5 separate regions of the Mus musculus genome follow, and all the other regions are linked to region 1. Evidence: chromatin contacts called from public Hi-C, HiChIP or PLAC-seq and Micro-C data. All regions are on one chromosome and are shown on one strand. The core of a region is the stretch at or near the end of the contact, and the rest is flanking DNA. Distances in the headings are between cores, read along the strand shown.

The links. Hi-C and Micro-C count contacts between places; a contact is called where the count stands out from the background. HiChIP or PLAC-seq counts read pairs in DNA pulled down with a chosen protein or histone mark.
Region 2: a contact with region 1 is called in a Micro-C map of embryonic stem cells, with 5 times the contacts expected there. The contact joins the enhancer-like site here to the promoter of Shisa2 in region 1. A contact is called at or near these places in 2 of 39 promoter capture datasets (both in liver), 1 of 484 Hi-C or Micro-C datasets (embryonic stem cells) and 2 of 9 other capture datasets (adipose tissue and pancreatic islet).
Region 3: an H3K4me3 HiChIP or PLAC-seq map of embryonic limb bud shows a contact between it and region 1, with 3 times the contacts expected there. The contact joins the enhancer-like site here to the promoter of Shisa2 in region 1. A contact is called at or near these places in 12 of 39 promoter capture datasets (the C10 cell line, the HPC-7 cell line, HPC-7-derived erythroid cells and 7 more), 6 of 484 Hi-C or Micro-C datasets (the AtT-20 cell line, cerebellar granule neurons, cortical neurons and 3 more), 6 of 115 datasets of contacts at active chromatin or transcription factors (craniofacial prominence, embryonic forebrain, embryonic limb bud and 3 more) and 2 of 9 other capture datasets (embryonic stem cells and pancreatic islet).
Region 4: a contact with region 1 is called in a Hi-C map of nephron progenitors, with 2.6 times the contacts expected there. The contact joins the enhancer-like site here to the promoter of Shisa2 in region 1. A contact is called at or near these places in 5 of 39 promoter capture datasets (3T3-L1-derived adipocytes, the C10 cell line, the HPC-7 cell line and 2 more), 5 of 484 Hi-C or Micro-C datasets (cerebellar granule neurons, cortical neurons, embryonic stem cells and 2 more), 10 of 115 datasets of contacts at active chromatin or transcription factors (craniofacial prominence, double positive thymocytes, embryonic forebrain and 6 more) and 3 of 9 other capture datasets (adipose tissue, embryonic stem cells and liver).
Region 5: an H3K4me3 HiChIP or PLAC-seq map of embryonic limb bud shows a contact between it and region 1, with 5 times the contacts expected there. The contact joins the enhancer-like site here to the promoter of Shisa2 in region 1. A contact is called at or near these places in 9 of 39 promoter capture datasets (the C10 cell line, HPC-7-derived erythroid cells, embryonic stem cells and 4 more), 6 of 484 Hi-C or Micro-C datasets (the AtT-20 cell line, the G1E-ER4 cell line, embryonic stem cells and 2 more), 7 of 115 datasets of contacts at active chromatin or transcription factors (astrocytes, craniofacial prominence, embryonic forebrain and 3 more) and 3 of 9 other capture datasets (adipose tissue, macrophages and pancreatic islet).

The regions. Positions count from the first base shown.
Region 1 is chr14:59,621,500-59,626,966 of GRCm38.p6, reverse strand. Shisa2 (shisa family member 2) reads right to left here and starts at 1,686. Exons shown (of 2, transcript NM_145463.5): 1 at 567-1,686. The coding sequence starts at 900. It also overlaps the pseudogene Gm18073.
Region 2 is chr14:59,368,481-59,373,459 of GRCm38.p6, reverse strand. No RefSeq gene overlaps it. Among named protein-coding and RNA genes, the nearest start is that of Phf11d, 5.5 kb to the right of the region's middle. Within about 2 kb of position 2,774, at least 15 of the 459 cell types and tissues checked have an H3K27ac peak or open chromatin away from gene starts, as enhancers often do. A contact at or near this core is called in embryonic stem cells, where this site is marked.
Region 3 is chr14:59,824,580-59,829,432 of GRCm38.p6, reverse strand. All of the region lies in intron 26 of Atp8a2 (ATPase, aminophospholipid transporter-like, class I, type 8A, member 2), which reads left to right. Among named protein-coding and RNA genes, the nearest start is that of Shisa2, 200 kb to the right of the region's middle. Within about 2 kb of position 1,787, at least 5 of the 459 cell types and tissues checked have an H3K27ac peak or open chromatin away from gene starts, as enhancers often do. A contact at or near this core is called in embryonic limb bud, where this site is marked.
Region 4 is chr14:59,845,262-59,850,106 of GRCm38.p6, reverse strand. The region is part of intron 26 of Atp8a2 (ATPase, aminophospholipid transporter-like, class I, type 8A, member 2); the gene reads left to right. Among named protein-coding and RNA genes, the nearest start is that of Shisa2, 220 kb to the right of the region's middle. Within about 2 kb of position 2,881, at least 10 of the 459 cell types and tissues checked have an H3K27ac peak or open chromatin away from gene starts, as enhancers often do. A contact at or near this core is called in nephron progenitors, where this site is marked.
Region 5 is chr14:59,805,031-59,810,325 of GRCm38.p6, reverse strand. All of the region lies in intron 26 of Atp8a2 (ATPase, aminophospholipid transporter-like, class I, type 8A, member 2), which reads left to right. Among named protein-coding and RNA genes, the nearest start is that of Shisa2, 180 kb to the right of the region's middle. Within about 2 kb of position 3,970, at least 39 of the 459 cell types and tissues checked have an H3K27ac peak or open chromatin away from gene starts, as enhancers often do. A contact at or near this core is called in embryonic limb bud, embryonic stem cells and pancreatic islet, where this site is marked.

The DNA of each region.
Region 1 (5,467 bases), core at 437-2,936:
TCAAAAGTCTCAATGAGCAAAGTTGGGCTCCGTTCCAGTGGCACGTCTATCAAGTCAGCCTAAGGAGGCCAATCCAGATTCCCAGAGGCCTAGGTGGTCACAGGGAGCTGTGCACTGGCTCCTGCGGGAGAGAAGGGATCCCTGAGATGTGAAAAGGTGCGTCACCCACGGGAAGTCGTCTGCTGTCCCCCAGAACTGCCCTCCGTCTGAGGACCCTTGGAGGAGAACCCTGGACAAGCCTTCTCCAGAGGGGTGCACCCTTGTCATTTTCTTGACTATTCCCAAGATTAAGCCCAGTGGAAATGGGACGAAGGGAAAGGAAGGCACGGACCATGAACAGAAGCAACGTGTTTTTTCTCGAGGTTTTTTGCCCCACTTCATACAAAGTTAATGAGTAGGGGAAACAAAACAAAACAAAAACAAAAACAACCCCCAAACAAAAACAAAAAACTCAGGTTTCTGCTCCCCGGCCCTTTCCTAAAATCTCCAGGCTTCCTGGTCCTTCTTGCCCAGGCAAAGCAACCGCCCTCCCGCTCCCTCTTTGCACCTGGCTGCTGCTCGCCTACCTGCCGAGCTGTCTGGGCCTTCTCGGTCTGTCCGGCCAGGCTCCCCTACGCCCTGCTGGCGGTCGTTGTCGCAGCCGCCCTGGTCTAGGCGCGCCTCGGCGCTGGAGCAGCAGTAGCGCAGCGCGCAGCTGCCGCAGCAGATGGTGGCGTCGCCGCCGTCGAAGCGCTCGGGGCACTGGAAGCCGATGCGCCAGACGCCCTGCGCGTCCAGCCAGCCGTGGCAGTACTCGCCGCTGGCCCGCGCCCCCGCCGCCAGCAGCGCGGCCAGCAGCAGCTGCAGCAGCGACGCGCGGTGCCTGGAAGAGGTGGAAGGTGAGCAGCGTCCGCCCCACATGGCACTGCCCTGGGCACCGGTGATGTCTCTAGAGGTCACAGATCTCCCCCAAGAAGTTATGGTTCGGCGATCCCTGGGGCTTTCCGTGAGGAACACTCCCCTCTGAGGCGAAGCCCAGGCTGCAGAGCCAGGGTCTAAGTCATCCCTCCTTGCGAGTGACCACGTCCCTGCTAGGTTCGGCCTTCACAGGGGCATCACAGAAGAAACGTTTCTGAAAGCTTGGCTTGTGATCCGACCTTCTTTGGGCATCCTCGAGGGGACGCCTCGCTGCCGACCAGGAGCCAGGCCGCGGCTGGAGCGTTTCAGCATCAGAGTCCGGAGCTGGTGGCTGCTTTCCCCCTCTATTCACTTCCCCTGCGAGAAGCAGCGAAGGAGGCGGGCAGTGCGCGCAGTGCTCCCGGCGGCAAGTGCAGCAGCGGCCGGCTGCGCTCTGCCTCCGCCACTCTGTGCTCGGTCCTCATGGCTCCGGCCACCGCTCGGGACGCTGCGAGTGCCCGCACCTCCCCTGCAGTCCCGGAGCCCGCCCGGCTGGCGGCGGCCGCGCGGCTGCTGTTGGGCGCCGGGCCAGCGGGCTGCCCTCCCCGGCTCCTACTGCAGCCCGCGTCTGGTCTCCTTTCTCCCTGTCGCTGGTGCGCCCCCGGCAGTGCGCTCCGGTGGGAGCCGCCCACGGAAGTTTCAGTCCCTCGGGCTATGGGAGCAGAGGAGCGCGCGGACACCCCACGCTCGCCTGGCAAGGCTGCGAGCCAGCTCCGACTGCCCGGCTGCGCACCGCGCTCCTCACTTAAAGAGGGGCTGGAGGCTCCCCTGCGCGCATGCGTGCCGAGAGGGCTTTCCCTCCGCCAGGGGACACTCGTAGCCCTTCACTTTCCTTCACCAAAGGTGTGGCAGTGGCCAGGCAGCGGTGCGGGTGAACAGAACAGACAAGTGGGAAAACACGTTTTAAGTCAGCCACGCCTTGGAAGCCAGTTAAAACAAGGATAGCAGAAGTAAGTTTAGTGCGGATCTTCGACGTCCAACATTCCGAGTTACTCTGACAACTCTCCAAAGAATAATTCTTACTTTCCATGTTACAGAGGACTCAGTCATCACTCAGATAGACTTGTCTTGCTCAGCTTTCAACCTCCAGGCCCAGGACGAACACAAACCCTATCTGAGCTGTGGTGCCTGGCCTCCCGGTGCCATGGCACTGCACAGTAAAGAGGTCAGCAAGAAAGTCAATAGGGTCACTGACTAAATTAACTATATTATTTTATTAGTTTTCTTTTCCCCTCCCTAATTTGGTGTGGTGATTGTTGGCGTCCGGCAGAAAGGTGCCTCCGTGTGACACTTGACCTCCTTGGCTTAGACAGCTGCAGCCAGGAAGAAGGCAAGGGTTCAGACGCCAGACATTCTGAGAAGAAACGAATAGCTTCACTCTTGAAGCAGCTGAGCAGGTGCTGATGCTATTAAAGTAACGATGAGTATTTTTAAAGGACCTACTGCGTCTTTCTCAGCTGGAGTCATTCCATGTGAATGCTAAACCCAGCCCCTGAAGGAGGAACCATCACGTGTTTCCGGGCTGTTTCTTTGTGTATCTAATGGAGAACTGGCTGTAACAAGAATACAAGGCAATTTTGTCCATAGCAAAGACATTTTTGAGTTAAACCACTGTAGGGCTCTTAGTGCAACCCTTACCTAAAACATTGAGAATTAAGCCTTCCACTCATCCCAGAAAATATTCACAGAGAAAACTCTTCCTTCTGTGCCTGTGCCCAACAAAACACCTTATTCTTGTCATTTAAGGGACCCTTGCACGGAACCCCAGAGCGTGGCCTGGGAAGGAAATGCTTTACCACAGAGCTCCACTCCAGTCTTGAAAAGACATATTTTAAATGCGCCAAACATCAACCCCTATAAGCTAAGAAATGAACAAAACTCCAACATTGAAGAAGCATTCATTTCATAAGCACATTCCGAATCGAGTTCTGGGGATTCACCTTGGCTCCTCGAACCGTTTCCCTCAAGCAGGGTGGTCTCCAACCCACAAACTAACTAGGCCCAACCCTGATTAGCATCAGAGATCAGATGGGTGTGGTCACAAACTCAAGCAGACTAATGTTTCTGAATTAACAGAGCAGTTGGACTGGAACGGAATCAAGCAAGTAAAAATGATACAACGATCTATAAGCAGCGTTGTGCAGAGCCAATGCGTGTGTGAGCGGTGGGTATGTAGGTGTTTGTATGTGCATGTATGTCTACATATATGAGCATGCGTGTGGCGGCCAGAGGTTGACTGATGTCAGGCCTCTTTCTCAATTATTTTCCTTATTGAGACATGGTATCTCACTGAACCTGGAGTTTACCAAGTTAACTAGACTGGCAGGCTTATAAGTTTGCCTGTGTGTGCCCCCATCCCACCCCATGATAGGATACAGGCCAAAGCCACCACACTTAGCTTTTCTATAGGTGCTGGGGATTCGAACTCAGGTCCTCATGCTTGAATAACCCAGCCTTTACTGACTGATCCAGCTCTCTGACCCTTTACAGGGCCAGTTAAAACACACAGGGTGACATTAGGCTGAGAGGAAAGGAGAGAAAAATATCAAACACTAGTGTTTAGATTTAAGCCCTAAGAGGCCAAGGATTGATGGGTGGAATCATGTAATGGATGGTGACTATGGTTAGCTACCATTTTCTGAACACTTACTATATTCTTATTATATTCTAGGCAGCCATGTTCCTGTGGTGGCTGATATCCTGTACTGAGCATCTCTCAGCATATTTAATCTTCACAGCCACCCATAAGGAAGACATTACTTTGCTCATTTTATTGGTAGGGACAAATTTCCCAGCCCAGGTGGACAGAGGGTGTCAATTTTCCTGGAACCACTCACTTGTTGCCTGACCCCAAAGCCCATTTACCAATCCACTGGTCACCATTCCCAGTGTCAGTAGAAATTGATTTACCTGGTATTCTGGGGGTTAATACTTTTCTAAAATTTATTTTGTTTTTAATTATGTGTAGGCATGTTTGTCTGTGAGTGAGTATGTAACATGTGTGAATTTCAGAGGCCAGAAGAGGCCACAGGATCTACTGAAACTGAAATTACAGGCAGTTGTGAGCTGTTCCTTTGAATGCTGGGAAACTTACTTCAGTCTTCTGCAAGTGGGTTCCTACTTTAAGTATGTTTCTTAGTTGTTGTGTTTGATGCAAGGTATTTGTACTTAGTGCAGACAGCACTTGCTCCATACTCCCTTTCCTTTCCATTTATACGAGTCTCCAAAACACCCATGGTTTATCCAGGGTTTATAAAGAAATTGTTGACCATTTCACACTGAATCGGTCAGATGGTTTGGTAGTACTGTGGTTTAAGGACACGTTCTTGTTTCTTTCCCAAATAGTCAATGATTAGTCTATGAGGATCCTTTGAGAAGTCACATCTCGAGCAGGAACTTAAGTTGTTTTGAGAGTATGGGGCTCTTGAACAAACGTGAGGTGTGGAGCATCAAATTTACTCTGACCAAGATTCCCAAAGCCTTCTGGGGGCTGCTGTTGAACGAGAAGGACCTATGGAGTCTCTCCGAAGGCAAAGTTCTGCTGAGGCAACTTGTTCACACTGGGTTCTGGGTGAGGGCAAGAGGAAGCCACGATGAAGCTGGACTACAGTTTGGGACTTCTTCAGATTGAGGAATTATTTCTTGGAGAGGTGGCTGCAGACCCAGGTCCTTAAGTTGGTCCCGGGCGAATCTGTTCACCATGCCTGTGTGCTCATGCACCACTGTCATATCAGGGTCAGAAAGTAAGTGGTGAACATTGCATTCCTCTTGGTTGGTCTGGACTCCCAGAAGTACTGACTTCTCTCTCCGTTGTCTTTAATGGTGATGGCTACCTGGGAAGTGGGAAGAAGGAGAACACCAAAAAAGGCCAGGGTGGTGCTTGAGCTGGGGATGAAGAGGAAGAGGATTAAATGAACACTTCCCTGTACGGGCTGTCTTTTCCAGATGACTAATAAAGCAAAATTAACATGAAAGAGAGGGGGAGAGGGAGGGAGGGAGGGAGGGAGGGAGGGAGGGAGGGAGGGAGGAAGGAAGGAAGGAAGGAAGGAAGGAAGGAAGGAAGGAAAGGAGGAAGGAAGGAAGGAAGGAAGGAAGGAAGGAAGGAAGGAAGGAAGGAAGGAAGGTTATATATGTTCCTGAGCCCATACTCTCAAGAGAGACAGAGACAGAGAGAAGAAAGAAAGGGAACTTCTGACATTTCACTAGTACCTGTTGAAGACCATACACCTAAACAAATGGACGACTGCAGATGGGCTGTACCTCCGTGAGCTCACTTGCCTAGCAAGTACAAGATCTGGGGTTGATCACCAGTACTGTAAAGCTAATGAATTAATTATGACTAGTCTTAGCTTCGCGACCCGGAGTTGATATAAATCATACAGAGGTAATCACATTTCAGGTGCTGGCAGTCAGAAAAGCTGCAAGCTCCACCATGCTTTTCTGTGAGAGACCAGAAGTTTCTTTCTGGCCACACACCCGGCAGTAGTCTGCTAACGAGTAGTTTCACGTTGGGTCATGTTCCCCACCTTTT
Region 2 (4,979 bases), core at 1,525-4,024, 250 kb after region 1:
AACAGATTAGGAAAAGATCTTTACCAATCCTACATCTGATAGAGGACTAATATCCAAAATATATACAAAGACCTCAAGAAGTTAGACTCCAGAGAGCCAAATAACACTATTAAAAAATGGAGAGGAGCCAGCCAGGAGCCGGCGAACAGACCGGATTGTGACATTACCGCTGTACACCTATGGCCCTCCCATGCCGGGTAGCCAATTGCAGCCCCTCCAGTATTGGCCCTTTTCTTCTGCTGATCTCTACAATTGGAAAACCAACCACCCCCCTTCTCAGAGGATCTCCAAAGCCTCACTGGGTTGGTGGAGTCCCTTATGTTCTCTCATTAGCCTACTTGGGCTGATTGTCAGCAGCTGCTGCAGACGCTCTTCACAACTGAGGAGCAAGAGAGGATTCTGTTAGAGGCTAGAAAAAATATCCCGGGAGCCAGGTGGCCTAGCAGCTACAAAATGAGATTGACATGGAATTCCCTTTAACTTGCCCTGGTTGGGACTACAACAAGGCTGAAGGTAGCGAGAACTTGAGAATCTATCATCAGGCTCTGGACTCTGAGGTGCCTCAAGACAGCCCACTAATTTGGCTAAGGTAAGAGAGGTAATACAGGGGCCGACTGAACCTCCCTCCGTGTTCTTTGAAAGGTTTATGGAAGCCTTCAGGCAGTTCACTCCCTTTGATCCTACCTCAGAAGCCCAGGAGGCCTCAGTGGTCCTGGCCTTTATTGGGCAGTCTACCCCATATCGGAAAGAAACTTCAGAGATTGGAAGGATTACAGGAGGCTGAGTTACATGATCTAGTAAAAGAGGCAGAGAAGGTGCATTCCAAGAGGGAGACAGAAGAAGAGAAGGAACAGAGGAAAGAGAAGGAGAGAGAGGAAAAACGTGATAGAAGGCAAGAAAGAAATTTGCCCAAAATCTTGGCCCCAGTGTTAGAAGGGAAGAGTGGCAGAGAGAGAGAGAGAGAGAGAGAGAGAGAGAGATTGATTGATTGATTTTAGGAGACCCAGGGCAGGCCCAAGTCAGTTAGGGAACCTGAGCAAGAAGATCCCACTTGACAAGGACCAGTGTGTATATTGTAAAGAGAAAGGACACTGGGCAAGGGACTGCTCTAAGAAGAAAAACAAAGGACCAAGGGTCCTAGCTTTAGGGGAGGACCAAGATTAAGGGAGCCAGGGCTCGGACCCCCTCCCTGAGCCCAAGGTAACTCTGAAAGTTGAGGGGCAACCAGTCGAGTTCCTGGTTGATACCAGAGCAGAACATTTCAGTACTGCTACAGCCATTAGGAAAATTAAAAGACAGGAGTTCACGTGGACACTCAAGCACCAAAAAGCGTTTGATAAGATTAAAAAGGCTTTACTGAGTGCCCCTGCTTTAGCCCTCCCATATGTGACTATGCCCTTCACCCTCTATGTGGATGAACGGTAGCTAAAGGTGTCCTGACTCAAGCACTGGGACCATGGAAGAGGCCCTGTTGCATACCTTTCAAAGAAACTTGATCCCTTGGCCAGTGGGTGGCCGGCATGCCTAAAGGCAATTGCGGCTATGGCCACGCTGGTCAAGGACGAGGACAAATTAACGTTGGGTCAGAGTGTAACCAGAATAGTCCCGCATGCACTGGAGAGCATCGTCCAGCAGCCCCCGGACCGGTGGATGACCAACGCCGGTATGACCCACTATCAAAGCCTGCTTCTCACAGGGAGGGTCACATTCGCTCCACCAGCCACCCTCAACCCTGCCACTCTTCTGCCTGAAGAAGCAGATGAACCAATGGTTCATGATTGTCATCAAATATTAGCTGAGGAGACTGGGGTCCGTAAGAATCTCACAGATATTCCGCTGACCGTAGAAGTACTGACCTGGTTCACTGATGGGAGCAGCTATGTGGTAGAAGGTAAGAGGATGGCTGGGGCGGCAGTAGTGGACGGGACCCACACAGTATGGGCCAGCAGTATGCTGGAAGGAACTTCAGCACAAAAGGCTGAGCTCGTGGCCCTCATGCAAGCCTGGCCGAAGGGAAGTCCATCAATATCTACACGGACAGCAGGTATGCTTTTGCGACTGCACGTGTGCATGGGGCTACCTATAAACAGAGGGGGCTGCTCACTTCAGCCGGAAAGGAAGTCAAAAACAAAAGCAATTCTAAGCTTGCTAGAAGCCTTACATCTGCTAAAAAGACTAGCCGTTGTACATTGCCTTGGACACCAGAAGACCAAAGATTTCATCTCAAAAGGAAAGCAGATGGCTGACCAGGTCGCCAAGCAGGCAGCCCAGAGTGTTAACCTTCTGCTTGTAGTTGAAAAGTCCAAAACCCCAGGACCCGGGCGGCAGAACACCCTGGAAGACTGGCAAGAGAGAAAGATAGACTGGTTCTCTAGGATCCCAGAGGGGACTTGCTATACCTCAGAAGGGAAGGAGATCCTACCCCACAAAGAAGGACTAGAATATACAGCCCCAATTCCAGCCTCCTAAGGAGCCCTAAATAACACAAATTCCAGACCCTGCTCCCTGCCAGAGAATAGGTAAAAGGTCACACACACTTCTTGCAGCTCCAGGGCCTGCTATCTGTGAATTCGTGATCCTGGCCTTGTAAGATAACACGAAATGAGTTGACTAGCCGCTTAGCTAGCTTCCGAAAACCGCTTGCACCATAGAAGGAACGATTACACACTGAAACTGCCGACCCCGCCCAGGAACCCGTGCAAATGTGGATCAACCAACCTATACAAAACTGATTGCTCCCACCCTCACCCCCCGGAGTGCGGGCTTGAAACTATGATTGGCCTAGAAACTATGGAGTGGTACAAATCGATTAGCCCGCACTGCGCGGGCTCTTGATGCTATGACATGATTGGTTTGCGAAGCGCGGGCATTGTTGTAACCGCACAAAAGCTGTCCCAATTCCGCACTCGTGGTTTGCAGTCCTCCACCCCTGCCGTGGTGTGTGACTAGGCTCCAGAGTGCCCTGGAACAAAAAGTCCTCTTGCGGTTTGCATCAAAGCCGTTTTTGTAAGTGATTTGGGGTGTCACCTCTCCTGAGTCAGAACGTGGGGGAGTCCTCACTTTAAGGGTCTTTCAGAAGCTTCAATTAAGTTTTGATGGATTTTGGCCTGGACTCCTCCCACCACCAAAAACTGAGCATTCTATGGAGTCCTGTAAGAAGGCTGGCTTTAACAATTACATCAAGTCAGAAAAGAGCAGCCATGTAGAATGTGTTTGTGAGTAACTTTAGGGAGAGGGGAGGGTAGTGTGCACGCTGGTCTCAAACACAACCTTAGTGAAGCACTGTTGTGGATTAGGGGCTGGGGGGGGTCGCGGGGGAAGTTGGGGCTCTAATTTCTGTAACCCTTTCCTTCCTGAAAAAAAGCTGCTTTATCATCACCTTTTCACAGGTATTTCTAGTTACTTCTCCATAGGTACCTAAATCTTTTATTTTTATCTCTTATTCTTTCTCCTTTATTGGGCCTCTGTGTAGCCATCAGAGGACAACTTGTAAGTCTGTTCTCTCCACCCTGTGGATTCTGAAGTTAAGTCATCAGAATTAGTGGTAAGAGTCTTTACCTGCTGAGCCATCTTTCCATCTTAAAAGCATCACAACAAACCTAAATATATCTTGACTGTCTAATTGGGTTTAAAGCATATTCAAGAGTTTTCCTTAAGAGCCCCCCCCCCCCCCCAGTGCTGATGCCCCCACAAGAGGTTGGTGACAGTGAGCAGCACTCAGGGAGCACGGGCCAGGGCCTGTCCTCCACAGGCAGTGTGGAAAGGCTTGTGGCCAAAGGCTCAGAGATATTTTACTGACTTTCTTAATCCAAGTTTAAAAAAAAAAATCCTCTCATCAAAATTTAAAAATCAAAAGCAACTAATCTTTCATCCTTTCTCAATGTTTAGCCAAGTGTAAAAAACTCACATGTAAAATATACTTATCTAGAAACAAGAGGTGTGGAAAACAGACTCACAAGAAGCAAATATCCTTCGTATATTCCTACAGAGTACTGTCTGTCGTGGCTCTTTACCTGCAGAATCATAGCACCCACAGTGTCCGGAAAGCACTCAAATCTTAGGAAATACATTGTGCTTAGTCTGTAAAATGATACTTAGATGTACAAGTTTTCCAGGTTGCTATTGGATGACCAACTGATGTGTTCTTCCGTGGGGAAGATTTATTTCTTCTGCTTTCACACTCCTTGGTTATCTGTAGTTCTTTGTGGAGGGCTGAGGCCATCTGGGCTTTTCCCTTCCCATGCTAGCATGTCCTTTGGTGTCCCTTGTTCAGCCTGTTTTTACGCAGCTATGTTGGTGAGACTTCATGGCTTCTTTGACAAATCCAAGAGACGGAATCTCAAAGCAGACTTCCTGTTCATCTGGCTCTTAACTGTCCTTCTGCCTCTTCCATCATGAATCTTACTCATAGGAGTTGTAATGTGTTGATGCGTTAGTTGGGCCTGGGCTCTGGAACTGTATTTTTATCAGTTGTGGTTTGCTATAAGGATCTCCATCTGCTTTTCCAAATGAAGTTTCCTTGAAGGGTGAGAGCTATACTCATCTATGGGTCTAAGGACACATATTTACAATGTAGTTAGGGATTATACTGGTTTAGTAAGGTGACAGTTGTTGGTTTTTCTCTAAGATCCATGACTTCACTAGTCCTGAATACTTGGCTAGGTTCCAGGCCCAAACATGATGTCCTTCTTGTTGACCAGGCTTTACTACCAATTAGAGATTTGTTGGTTACTGTGTGTATTAGACAAGCACATTAGGAAGTAACACTGAGTTGCCAATCATACATTGGTGTTGTACTAAGGCAACAAATGAATGCACTTCCCCTCAGAGTCTTTTACTAAAGGTGAGTCCAGATTCGAATTCTCTGCTCTAGCATTCCCTCCATCTTCCACCTTCCATCTGAATCTGTGCCCTGCCCCCAACAATTACACTGTATTTTTCTAGTCTGTCTTTTTTCTTTTAGTGTATGTGAATGAGTA
Region 3 (4,853 bases), core at 538-3,037, 200 kb before region 1:
TTACCATCACTGTCCACCCTCTTTATAAGAAAACCAAGGTATTGGGACATTAAGGAACATCTCCAGAGTTGGACACTGGCCAGGTCAATACTGTAAACCAGATACCCTGGTACTGGAACCACAAATGCAAAGGTTCCCAACCTTCCTAGTGCTGTGACCCTTTAATTCAGTTCTCATGTGTGGTGACCCCCAACCATAAAATTATTTCCATTGCTACCTTGTAACTGTAATTTTGCTACTATTATGAATAGTCATGCAAGTTTCTGTGTTATCAGATGGTCTTATGAGACCCCTGTGACCCATTCAACCCCCAAAAGGGGTCATGACCCCTGTTAAAAACAGCTGCTCTAATGGCATATAAAACTTCCAGAATGTGTGTCACTGGGAACCGTATCCACAAATACAGAACCAGGTGAAGAAAAGTCCAGCCAGTTGTTTGCTAAAGGAAAAGGTAACATTCATTTATAAATACAATTATCTGAGTATAACCCCTCAGCTTGGGGGAATGGGTGTTCAGCAAAGGATGCTCACACCAGAAACTGTTATGAAGCGTCTCGTGTCAGGCCCAGATGTCTAACACCGGACTCAGCTATGGTTTTCAAGACTCATGCCATGCCTTAAGAGGCACATGCTAAAATAAGAAGATGAACATCTCCAGTGGAACACTGTCTCAGCCGTCGAGGCATCATCTGAGATGGGTCACATCTGTATTGGACTTTCCCACCTCCAGGCCTTTCAGCTGGCCACTGCGAGACTGAACGATGTCATGGAAACTCAAGGCAATGAAAGGGTTGCCCAACGCCTCACATAATAAAAAAAAATGCAATCTGCTTAGCAGGGTGCTTTAGTTAGAGATTGCCTATGGGAATAACAAAACTTTAAATATTTTGCTTCGTGAAAAACAACCAGTCGTTGTTAAACGTGTGTGTGTGTGTGTGTGTGTGTGTGTGTGAGACAGAGAGAGAGAGAGAGACAGACAGACAGACAGACAGAGACAGAGAGAGACAAAGAGAGACCTCAGAATTTGTTTTTATCATGGGAGTGACCAACAGTGTGCATGAAGTGGGTTCTCTGATGGAGATCTCCAAGGTCAGTGGCCTTATTCCTCACCTATTGCTTCGGGCGATGAAGGGTGCACAGCTTTGAAAGATGAGATGTCTGTTAAATGTGATCCAACTTTAAAATATAAATAAACCCACTTTGAGATCAGAGTTGGATAAGTAAATTAGAAAGTGCACTGATTCTAATGAGCTTCTTATTTTCCTATGTAAAGTATAAACACAAGGGTTTTCTGTGCCTGCAAGTGGAGCCTCAACCTGAAGGAAAGAGTGGCCTGTGAGCCCTGGGTCTGGGCCCAGCCTATCCATCCTCACTTAGGGGAAATGTTAAACAACAAGCTTGAGGTGTTGGGTGGTACATTTGCACCAGTGGTATCTGAAAAAATGATTCCCTGGATTTCATTATAAGTCTGAACATTCCCATCTTCCACGCTGAGAATTTCCATGCCTCCTCCATTTGTGAGAGAAGGAAGTCTTTATTCTCTACACCTTTCCAGTGGCTGCCACCACATTCAGGCGACCCAGCTGTTAAACTGTTATAGCAAATCACGTGTGCAGAAAAGAATTTTAATAGAAGGTAATCTGTACGATTTGGGTAGAGGGAAAGGTGAGTTGGGGAGGGGGTTGATTTAATTAGAGATGGGTAAGATGACTGTGAAACCTTTACAGTTCGTGAAGGCTCTGCACTCAGACTGCCTTGCACATTTTCCCTCACTAAGGCTGAAACCTGAGGGTAGGCATCTGTGGCTGGAGCGCACTGCTGCTCTGGGGCAGCTGTGTGCGGTGGGGGCAGGGCACTCCAGCCCAGCATTCTTGGCGGCAGAAGCAAGTTTTGATGGATGAATGTACACTTGTGTATTCTAACTTAAATATAATATTTATATATCAGGTTTCACTGCTCTTTCAATTGTAAGTGACTGACTGCAGGTCAAACCTAAATCATTAGATGACAGAATTGTAACAGATTGGTAAAATGAGGTTTCTATAAATGCATTAAAACCATAATCTCAGTATTGGGGGAATATTTTAAAACTATAATATATAATTTGGAAGAAGTTCATGGTGCCAGTTTCCTTATAAAACTCTAAGTGCAGATTATTAATATAGCACATTTGTCAAGACATGACCTAGATTCAGATTCCGTTTATCACCTCATAACAAGTGGTTGTCACATAGGCTTCATGCTTTGAACCATACAGGCTTGTGAGCCCCAAAGGCCATGCCAACTTACGCACCTAGTACTAGAGACTTTGACAGAACACCTTGTTCAATTGCAGAAGCTTTGGGGGCAGGGTTAGTACAGATATTTAAATACTTGTCTTTACTTTCAGTCATTCTCTGAGGAGGCGTGAGGCATGGAGATTGATGTTTGTATAAAGTTTATTCTTGTCTGGGAAGACGTGTTACTAAATATCACAACTGGCGTGAAAAGTGTAAAGATAGTAATGAATGTGCCTGCTTCAAACACTACATTTATTTTTACTTTTTCCCCAATTGGTATTTTTAATTAGCATGTAAGATAACGGGTTCTGTTATAACATTTCCCTACAGGAATACCATGTTCTCTTCCGTGATTGTCCATTTCCCTCTGTTGTTCCCCTTCATCCCCCTCTTTTTCCTTCCTCCCCCAAACATCCCCCTTCTCCTTTTATGTCATATATGGATGCACATATATTTAAATCAAAACTGCACATATGAAGAGAACATGTACTATTTGACTGTTAGTCTATTTTATTTCTCTGAACATGATGATGTCCATTTCCATCGCTTCTCTACAAAGCGCATATTTCTATTTGTTTTGATTTTGGTCCCTGTGAGCCGTCCTCCTCTCTAGGAATGTTGGGGGTGGGAAGCCAGGCTGTCACAAGAGTCTTCTCATCTCTCCTGAGACTTAAACCTTCTTTCCGTAGGTGACATTGTGTAGGGGTGCTAGCAATCAAATCCGTGATCAAGAATAAACCTCTCTTGTCTCTATGTACCTTGTTTTCTGGATGGAAGTGTTTGTCCATTGAAAGTTAGCTATTCTGCTTATGCTTCAGTGTCTTGGCTCTTGTCCATAGTACTACAGTGAACTGAGTTGTGCAAGTACCCTTGCGGTGTTCACTTGGATTCCTTTGTGTGTATGCTGTAGAGAATGGTAGGACCATGTTTGTAATTTTTTGAGGAACATTCCAACTGACATCTATAGTTGCTACACTGAGTCCCTCACAAATATCCTTGTTACAAACACACACACACATACACATGCACACACACACACTCCCACCAGCAATGTGTAAGAGTATATCACAAACATCCTTGTTGAAAAAAACCAGATATATAATGAATACACACATGGGGGCAGGGTGGAATAAAACAGGCAGACAGATGATAGTCATCTAACTAGAAAGAGAGAGAATCTCAGTGGAGACTGGTTTTCTTTGATGTTGGAGAATAGACCCAGGTCCTTGTTGAGTGTTAGGCAACTATGCTACTACAATATTTAGAAGCCACCCTAATTTTAGTTCTGGCATATTGCCTGTTTGTGTGTTGTTATTCTTTGGTATTGATCAGATTGAAGCTAGAGATGCCTAGTGTATAAGCACTGACTGCTCTTCCAGAGGACGGAGGTTCAATTCCCAGCATCCACGTGGCAACTCAGTGCTGTTATAACTCCAGTTCCAGAGGATCTGAACCTTCTTCTGGTCTCTGCATACAATGAATGTGCAGGCATTTATACAAGCAAAACACTTATACACACAAAGCATTTAGAATTTTAAAACAACTCACTGTTGACCAATTTCCTATAATGAGTTTTGTAGCTTTACATATACCTAATGGAGCAATTAAATGGAATCAATCATCTGCCTTTTGAGAGCTAGTGTATATGGCTAGTTTCTTCATTTATCCCTGGCTCACGGAATCTGTCAAGGACTTTCTGTATACACATTCTAAGTCCAAAAATGTCTCAACATAAACTTTCTCCATTTTCTTTTTGCCGTGAGCTGACATTCTGTTTACTTCCTGGGGCTCCTGGGGGAGGGAGCCTCTGAACCTAAGAGGCCTTGCTACCGAGCTGCCTGCCCTGGGATAGAATCGGGGTCTCACTTAAGTGTCTTCTTGACTTGACGTATACAAAAATGAATTCTGTGACCCTGGAAGCATAGCCTTCATCCACGGGAGATTCTAGCATTAAATAAATATCTAAGCAGTGAACCAGGGGTGCTCTGAGGCATTGTCATTTGAAGTCTCCCACATGGTACACACAATGCACAGAAGGCACCATTTCTAATCAGAGTGTTGTCCTAATTACTGAAATTAGCCCCCATCTAATCTCTTTATCATCCAAAGAAGGAGAACATCACAAAGAATGGTTATAACTAGTGACTGCCTGAAAATGATATGACCCCCAAGGGACAGAATCAGGACTAAAGCAGAGGACTTTCCCCAAGCAGTATTTGATTTCTTCCTCTACACTGCTACACATGGGGAGAACGTAAGTTGAGTCCATGCCGTATCTGGTTGCTAGCTGTAGACAGATAGCTGGTGCTATAATGAGAGGTGTGAACTAAGAGCAGAGTTCTTTTATAAAGCTTAAGTGTAACTTATGTGCCAGTGAATTCGCCCCATTGGAGGACAGAGCTGAGTGGTTTCAATAGAATCCCAGAATAGGGTGACTATATAATTTCAAAAGGAAACCGCATGTCACTCAACAGTTACTCTCCCTCCTCCCCTGCGGAGCACCTGGCAAGGGCTAATCTATCAACTGTCCGGATGGATTTTTCTCTTCTGGGTTGTGTATGTATGGAAGCATAC
Region 4 (4,845 bases), core at 1,632-4,131, 220 kb before region 1:
AAGAAAGAGAGAGAGAGAGAGAGAGAGAGAGAGAGAGAGAGAGAGAGAGAGAGAGAGAGAGAGAGAAAGAAAGAAAGAAAAAAAGGAAGGAAGGAAGGAAGAAAGAAAAGAGAGAAAAGAAAGAAAGAGAGAGAAAGGAAGGAAGGAAGGAAGGAAGGAAGGAAGGAAGGAAGGAAGGAAGGAAGGAAGGAAAAAAATACTAAATTTAAGTAGATCAACAGGGTCATTATTTGTATTTAGCTGACATTGAAGGAGATAATGTCACTGGCCTTTTATAAACTCTGATATCACTTAGGAACACTGTACAGCAGTATCTCAGAGATGAGACTGGTCTGGATAGAGAGAGCATCTGGGGTTATCAATGTAGCAACTATATAGGACTTGAAGTGTCAATTTACTTACAACAGTGTGTATTTTGGTGTCTTCTTAATATCATTAACCTGGTACAGGATAAGGACCTTTAACCTGGGCATCCACCATGAAGGTCTGAAATTGCTACTACTGAATAAAAGAAAGTCTAGCAGACATAAGTGAAACCTGAAGTAACAGAATTTGGCTGATAGCCCGTGAAGATCTGCCACTGTCCTGCAAACCTAAACCAAGCAGATAACCCCCCTCCCATATTACTGCATACTTATACACACACACACACACACACACACACACACACACACACACACACCTCCTCCTCCTCCTCCTTAATATTCTGGAACATGAAGAAAGGTTTAGCAGTGTCCCAGCTTCTGAGCTTCACATTTAAAAAACAAAACAACTTACAATTATGTATAAATTACCCTTTCTAATCCAAAACATCTTGGAATCTGAGTGTTTGGAATTTTTAATGTGTTATATATATAGTTTCACATATAAAGTTATTTCACAGCTTTATGGAACCACTCGTATAAGACTTTGGGATAAATGTTGCTCCAAATGTCAGAATCCAGATCCTCAGAGATTTCTTAGTCATTAAAAGCACATTTTGTCTTGCAGAGGACCCAGGTTCAGTTCTCAGCACCTGCATGGTAACTCACAACCACCTGTAAATACAGTTTTAGGACATTGGGGGCCCTCTTCTGGCCTCTGCAGGCACTAGACACATGCATGGTGTGCATACATGCACACAGGCAAGACACACACATAAAATAAATCTAAAAACAATTACTGCTAGCATCTCTAGAGAACAACTGCCTTACACCATGTCAAAAGGAATCCATCCAAGTCAGACCTATTGACACAGGCTTTGTAATTTCAGCTACTTGGAAGGCTGAGGCAGGAGGATTACAAATTCAATTCCTATTAGGGCTACAAAGTGAGTTCAAGGCCAGCTTGGGCAAATCGTGAGACTTTGTTTCAAAGTGAAAAAAAATGAAAAAAAGTATGAAGAATATAGTTCAGCAGTAGTGTACCTCCCCAGCATACACAAAGCGTTAGGCTCCATTAGCTCAATACCACCTGCTCTCACACAATACATCCAGTGACCCAGCCTCTTAAAAACGGAACAACTCAAAGATCTCTCAAACATGTTTTTGGGTTAGGAACATGACTCAGTGGGTGAAGTGGCTTGCTGCACAAGTGTAAGGGCCTGAGGTCTTTTGTGACTACCTAAAACCATGCTGCGGTGACACACATCTGTAATGTCAGTCCAGGGGACTGATCCCTGAGCCTTGCTGGCTAGACAGTCTAGCTGAGATGGCCAGCTCTAAGTTCCATAAGAGACCTTGTCCCCCACGAAATAAGGGGGTGACTGATAAAGTTGCTCAACACTGACCCCTGACCTCCACATGTACAGTGTATATGTATGCAGTCATAGTAATATGTGCACACACATATATTTGTCCCCCACACACATGGTGTTCTATTGTAAACACACACACACAAAAAAATGTCATTGTGGTAAAACTTCTGACAGCTAAGCTCTCTTGTTATCTATGTGCCTGCCTTGGCAGAGGTGGCTTCTTGTTTCTTGATATGATTTGAAGTAGATGGACAGAGGCACAGAAGGCAGTCTGCCTGTAAGCCTTTCTGTCAAAGATGTGACGACCCCCCCCCCCCCATCACACACATGTAGAGGCCATGCAGTCTCTACAGAAGCCCTGCAGCCAGTGGAACGCTAATATTGGAGCATTCAGGGGAAGCTCTACCATGTTCCCATCTGGGATTGGCAGTTGATTATAGCATCATGCCCTGCCCAGGAAACTGCATGCACAGGCTGGGTGTCAACCTGTCTTAAGAGCAGTTCATAGAGCCCATGAGTATCTGGGTGGGTCCCATTTTGTGTTAATAATTGTTGGGCAGTCAAAATGTCAATAAGAAAACCATCCAGAGAGACTTCCCATGGGGCAACAGGAAAATTACCTTGAAACAGAATCTTCTGAAGTCTATTTTTCTGGTCTCATTATTCAAGTGAATACTCTGGGCCTAGGATCTGTGCTGCTGGCATAGAGTGGGGATGCAGATAAGGAATCCTGCACTGCAGACGGTGAGCTGACTGCGGGTGAGGCAGAGCAGGTGGCATTTATTGCCAGAAATGGTGCTTCACAGGGGTCGTGGGTTGGAGCTTCCGATTTCCAGGGTGAGATGGGTTAAAATAGGTGGGTGAACAGGAGCCATGTGGAGTGGTGAAGGAGGCAGGAGGAGAACAGGTTGGTGAGTCCGGAGAGGCCGGCACCTGTCTTTCCCGTTCACACTCAGTGTCTATCCAGTCAGATAAATGTTAGGGTTAGTGGAGGCCTGGGTAAGGCACGCAGGAGGTTTTGTGTTTCACTCAGAAGATGGCTGTTAGATCTAGTTAGCCATGTGCTGGCAGTGTTCTCTGAGAGGCCAGTCGGTTGCTGCTGGTGCATAGAGCTGTGAGTTTATGAGCACAAGGCGGAGAGGGAATGGGGCAGGCAGGAGGCAGGCCCAGCGGCAGAGAAACAGCCATCGGGTGTCCTCGGGGATCCCCCTGCAAGATTCACAGTCCGCTTTGAACTTTATAAAAATAGACTCTTACTGCCTTTTACATGTGACGGTGGGAGCTTTTTTTTAATGATGTTTTTGCAGCTGTTTTATCTAAGAGGATCATTTATAAATACCCAGCATTTTAAAAAAACACATTTAGACATTGATGGTTTTAAAATTGAGAATTCGAAACTCTATAAAATGCTTAAGTTTCCTTGGAATAATAATTTTTTTTAAGTCCAAGTCTAAGAAAGAATGTAGCTGAGTGAAGGACCTGGAGGACCGTGGGATCTGGAGAGGTCAGCCACGGTTCCAAAGCTTGATGCTCACTCCCTCCCCAGCTGGCACTGGGGAAACAAAGCCCAGCAGTATGGGGCAGCTCGCCCAGCTCCTGAGTTAAAGCCTCATGAATCCCAACTTGCTCTCCTCCCTGTCGCACTGGTTGTTTTTATTTTAGAGATCTTCTCTGACTGCTCTAAGGACAGGAACTATTTCTTAGCTCTTTTTGCCCCTGACAGGACTAAACAGATTGAACACACACAGTAGAGGCAGACGTGCAAGACTCTGCCGGTTGGTGGTTGCTGTTTTGCATTTTTGTCTTTTAAACTATGAGAGATATCTTTAGAAAGGTAACATAAGTGTTTCCCACTTTGAGGAAATGGCTTTCTGATCTAACCTAACTCTTCCACAGAAACTTATGGAGATCTGTGTACATAGACACACACACACACACACACACACACAGAGAGAGAGAGAGAGAGAGAGAGAGAGAGAGAGAGAGAGAGAGAGAATCCTCAGTATGTATTAAATTTGCCTACCACCATCTTTTGCAAGAATAACGAACAACTTTAATTGCACATCTTAAGCACACTGCTTCCTTTTCCTAATTTTTATCTTGCCTATAATCCACAGGTTTTTATCCTTGTGAAATTGACTTCTCCAATGGGTCCTTTTTCCCTGGGAGTTTTCCTGCCTTTTAAAGTTCTTTTGTATTTTTCTTCTCTGACTTCTCTTTTTCTGCCACTACGTCTGAGGTTCTCAACCTTCCTAATGCTGCGACCCTTGAATACAGTTTTCATGTGTGGTGACTCCAACCATAAAATTACTTTTATTGCTATTTTATAACTGTAATTTGCTACCTTTATGAATTGTAATATAAATATCTGATATGCATATGGTCTTAGGTGGCCCCTGTGAAAGGGTCATTGACACACACCACCACCACCACCAAAGGGGTCATGACCACAGATTGAGAACTGCAGCACTAGAGACTTACCTAAAACTTTCACTGTCTTATTTTCAAAATCAGTTCTTTTGGGCTGGGGAGACAGCTCCATCTCTAAAGTGCTTGCCAAGTAATTGTAAAGGCTTGAGTCTAGCCCTTGGAGCAGGAGCACACCACATAGAGCCAGCTGTGGTGTGACTCACCTATAATCCCGTGCTGGGGAGTGGGAGAAGATCCCTGGAGCTTGCTGTCATTTTATCTGAGTCCATGAGTTTAGTGGAAGACCCCGTCTCAGAAAATAAGGCAGAGAACAATTGTGGAATACACTTAGCATCCACACTGGCCTCCACACACACGCATACACATAGGGCACACATGAACACATACATATGTGCACACCACAGACTCATACACACTCCAAAATTAACTCCGAAGGATTTAATTGATTGTGCTGGTCCATCCATTTTGTCTCCTCTCTATCTGAGTGGTGCAATTCTGAGCTGGTGGATTTCATTGCTATTTAGTTAGAAATGATGGGGTGTCCGAGTTCAAGAGTGGAGGCTGTGTAACAGGTATCGGGACAGCCTGTGGTTCGGGAAGAACATGTTCTATGGCAGGAGTAGACACTCATGGCATGAGACCATGCGAATGGCTGGTGCATCTAGAGCACGATCCACACG
Region 5 (5,295 bases), core at 2,721-5,220, 180 kb before region 1:
AGACAGGGACCTTTTCCTTCACATCCAAAAACAAAACACAGAGTCCACACCTCATCCAAGGGTAGCTCAGAGGGACAAGGGACTGATGGAGATGCCGTAGAACACCTGAGTTCTGGGCTCCTCTGACCATCCTGCTCTGTGGAGCCAAGCACTAAATCTTACTGTCAATAACTTAAGAGCATTGTTTTATTGGTTATAAAACTCTCGTTCTCAAATACTTGCCATAGGTCCTGCCCATAAATGAAATGATTTTTACACACATTTCTGCTACCCCTTGCATAACAAACCCCTGCCACTGTTCCAGCAATGGGAGGTGGAACACAGCTGTGTCATTAATGAACGATAGCAGATCCTAGCCAGTGACCTCCAGATGAAAGGCTCATTATTTCCTTATGAGTCTCCAGAGCCCTTGGTCCCCTAGCAATGCCAGCAAGGGATTTGGATGGAGGAGTTGAAGCCTTGAACTATAAAAATTTTTTTGCGTAGTCCTTGATACAATTTAGAGCGATTACATTCTATTGTGCCAAGAATTCCTTATTAAAAATCAATTTAATTGTGCATACCCCATCTGGTCAGAATTATGGTCTTTTATGGGGGAGAAAATGCGACTTCATATTTACCTGATATTCTATAGTTTAACAGTCTAACTGTGTAATTATGTAGAAACAGAGGCATTTCATAGTACTTAGAAATTAGTAATTAAAGACACTTTTTAAGATGTTTACCAGACTTTCCCTTTGCTAACTTTGTGGCTTTGGGCCACAACAGTCAACTTATTGAGTCATCTGAAGTTTGAATGGAAAGGAACAACAACAAAGAAATAAAATCTGTAGCCACACGGCGTATGCTATATGCATTTGACATGATAATTTATTTGTTTTACTCTGTGCTTTCTCAACTTCAGGTTCTAGTTCTTTTAAATAAGATCGTTCATTTGCATGTTTTTATTTGAGGAATTTGGATAATAAATATTACTTTTGACTGTCTGCTGGGCCAGACTCAACCATGCTAGCAAAAGATTGGAATATGTTAGCTTAGAATATTATTGGGAAATATTTCTTTTTTTTTTCTTTTTTTTGGGGGGGGGTGTGGTTTTAGTTTTTGGGTTTTCCACATAGAGTTTCTCCATCTAGCCCTGGCTGTCCTGGAACTCTCTCTGTAGACCAGACTGTCCTTGAACTCACAGAAAATCTGCCTGCCTCTGCCTCCCAAGTACTGGGATTAAAGGCCTGTGCCACAGGTAATATTTCAAACTAGAGTGGTAAGGAAGGCTTTTGTAGCCTGCTTCCCAAACTCTAAGGGACCTCTTCTCCTTTGACTTGACATTTGAGGAAATTCTGGGTTATTTTCTCAATAAGTTTTCCATTTGAGAAGTGTTTTGTTGATATTACAATCTTAAAGTATCCGAAGCAGATTAGTCATAGATACAGATTTGATATTTAATTGCCTTAACGTAAATGTTTTAAAAGTCACTTATTTGAAACGCATAGTTTACTGTTGACTGCTACAGCCTTTAAGGGTCGATTTAGTGCGACCTGGTGCCTTGTCTTCTCTGTATTCAGATTTCCTCACTGTGAGGTGGGAACAGGAGTTCCTAGGGTGCCAATGAAGTTCAAGGGAGCCGATCCATCGGGGTTGTTACAGGGCCTCGGCATCCTAGCATCCTCATATCCCTCTGTCCTTTAGAAAATGAAGATAAATGAAGATAGGGATCCACTCAGAAAGTAAGATCCATTCTCAGGAAACAGTTACGATGGACCGATCAGGTGCTCCCTCAAAGGACTAATAGTCTGTGAGTATTCCTTACCACTGTCTTCCAGCCCTGAGCCAGGTCTGAAGTATGCTATCATGAATAAAACCCATATGACATTTGGTCATATGGGGGTAGCCAGAAAATGCAAATAAATAAATAAATAATAAAGAGTGTGATAGGCTAAGAGAAAGGTGAGTATAATGGGTACACAGAAGACTAAGTTTTCTCCTATGTCATTTTCAAAAGTGGAAGTCGCACTTGTGTGCTGTGATAAAAATGGTGCCCCATATAGCTAACAGCACTCCCACCGTCTGCCTCTGCTCTGAGATCAACAGGAACCATGGGGTCCGGCCTCTCATGCTCCCTCTCAAGTTCAAATACATGTATAGGAATGCACTGCTTTGTGTGCTCTTACGGAACCTGAATCCTGTGCACACCACTCCCTTCTTATTGTTTACTTGTTCTATAGGTTTGCAGTGTTTGTGCCCACGTTTTCCCTGTCCAATATTGACTAAGGGGGAGGAAACTCTTCCAGAGTTAAGACAGGGCTCTGCCTGGCTCCCCAACCACCTTTCCTAGTCTCTGTTTCATTTTGGCTTCTCAGTCATGTAATGTATCACCTGTAGGGAAGCTCCTAAAGTCCACCACCTCCCTGTCATGGCTCAGAGCCCCTCCCCGTATCACACCTTTGCTTTTTCCCCTTCATTTTCCCATCAGTGTTTTTGGAAGTGCTTAATAATTCACAGATCTGCTACAGTCACCTGACCTTCACCTAAGAGCTTTATTGTCTGGGCTGAAATGATGGATCAGTGGGTAATGTGTTTGCCAAGGAGCCCTGGTGACCTACAGCAACCCCACATAAACTGTAAAGTGAGTGCCGACTCCACAGCCTTGCTCTTTGACCTCATACATCATACACAACAACGATTTGCTTAAAAAGGATCTCAGCTCCTTTGCCTTCATCTTTGTCATCCATTGCCAACAACACTATACAAGGCAGCACTTTTATAAACCAGTGTTTTTATCAATGGAGAATTAATTTCTAGGAACAGAATTTTAGAAAAAATATATTTTGGGTTTGTTTTTTTGTTTGTTTGTTTTTCTCTTAATTCATATGGCCAGGTCAAATGGGGGGTATGCAACAATTTGTCTCTGAAAGCAATGTCTTTAATCCCAGTTCATTGTCTCAGAGCCATTGACTGCTAGTGGCGACCTAGAGCAGTAAGACCCACTGAGGTTGAGCAGTGGCAGTCGCTCCTCCAGACAGGAGCCTGTACATTCAGCCAACAGTTACTGCACTTTTGGCAGTCAGGCAGGAGTTAAAGCAAAGAAGGACCTTTCTCCGAGAAGGAAAAGCCATTTAATAAGTTTGGGTCAGTTTGCTCATAACAGCCCTATGTTTGAGGACCCAAACCCCAGGAGCTTGGCAAGCGGCAGTGCTTGGCAGGCCTCCCACCAACCCACCAAGTCTGAGGCTGCCCAGCTCTGGGCTTTGGCTTGGTTCATTTAAGAGCATTCCTGGTTAACAAGGAAGTTAGAGCCGAGCAGTCTCTTCTCCCATTAATCCAGAAGAGTAAAACACAGTGGCCAGCAGACACTGAGAGCTGCAAGTCGGGAGCAGACCATCTGTTTGCATAGAGGGTGGAGTTTGGTCTACAAATGTGAGAGCCAGTGACCCACCAAAAATGACCTTGGTGTTCAGGAATTGGGTGGTGCTGTCTTTTATATATGAATTAGCATTTGTATATGAATAAGTGGTGTGGAAGCCTGACTTTATAGTGTGTCAGAGAGTCATTGTGTACCTGCCTCACAAGTAAACAAAATAAAAACTAAGTCCGTTGGTATAAATGTTTAAAAATATACTGCATTTTCATACACTTCCCTCTACCTATGGAAATCTTGCCAAGATGAAATCAAGTTTGAATTTTTAAAGGGGAAGAAACAAACAGCTTATGGGTTTTGAAATTATAAGGTGGACTGGAGGAGGGGGAGGCGGGATGAATTGTTTTGTGTATTTTGGGTTTCATTTTCCTCTACCAAAAAAAAAAAAAAAAAAAACATAGTTCCAATCAAATAAAAAGGTCTAATCGCCAGCGAGGGATTGGTAATTGGAATGCACATGAAAGGTTGAGAATGAGTTTGTTTACACTTGTCAAACCCCAGCAGCACCTGCAAATGATAAAAATGAGGGCAAACACATCCAGACTGTGAGGAGCCAGGTCTGTGCCAGCTGAACTGTGGAGCTGCAGCTGCTTGGGAAGGGGGAGCAGTGGAGGAGACAGGATATCAAAGTCCCCGCTTTCAGTGACCACGGAGGCTTTGGTACCTACTGTCCCACACATCACTGTCCCACAATCAATCCAGACAAAAAGGACAAGAACTCTCTTAAAAACCTTTTTCCCTTCTTATTAGGTATTTTGTCCTAGCTCTTTAAAACAACTCTTCAGTAATTTGTTTTTATAGTAGATGGCTGTTTGTAGGCTTAACCATGTGAAGTTGCTGAATTTACTCCCCGTGCTACACTGGCCCTGTAAGAGTTAGCCATGGATACGGCCGTGTGGCTGCAAGTGGATTGTTATTATTTTAAGGGCTGACGCTTTCTGAGCCCCATCCTCCCCAGATAGTGACCACATAGTCACAGTTTTGTACACCAGACTAGCCAAATACAGCCAGGGGTTTTCCACAATGTGTTACTGACAGTCAGGGTCAAGTGAGGTCATTGTTGGGGGTGGAGCACCTGGATGCTGTAAAGGTGTTCAACAGACTCCTTGGCCTCCCGACCAGTCCATGACAATTAGCATCATCCTATGTCAGGAGGTGACCGTGGAGATCTCCATACACCGTGAAATGCCTCCTCCTTGGTAACTTGTCCCTAGTTGGAAACTGCCTCAGTTATATAAACAAAACACGGATGTTTTGAGAGCTCAAAGCACTGCAAGAGGCATAGGTGAGCCTCTCTTTGCTACTCAAAAAGAACTATCGGAAGTAATGACCATGTGTAGAGTTTACACCTTTGTTTTGTAGTCATGACCTTTCGATGTGAGCCTTGCAGGGTTTGAGGGCTTTAAGTTTAGACTTGGATTTTGTTATTGTTTTTGTTTTGTTTTGTTTTGTTTTTCAAACAAGAGTCTTGCTGGGTAGTCCAAGCTGACTCCCAAACTCTGAAGCAAGGGACTTTCCAAACTTCCCTGTTTTGCAACTTGATTTTTCTTTTCGGTGGTGTGCCTGGGAACTTTCTTATGCATGCCGCTTTGTATTGCTCTTCAAGATGGATTATTGTGCTTATTTAAACGAATGAGTATTCTACAGCAATCATCATATAATGTGTACAGTTTCTATATTTCAAATAATGTCAAAGCAAACACTTTTATATTTTTTGTTGAGTACCACATGACTAAAGCTGTAAGATTTAAATAACGAAGTGAAATCCTCAAGTCAAAGGAAAGTACTTTGAACACTTGTCAACAATGCAGAATTCCTAGCTAGGGATTGGAGCAGCTAGTTTTTCACTTTGTCAAATTTACGTCTTTGTTCACTAGGTT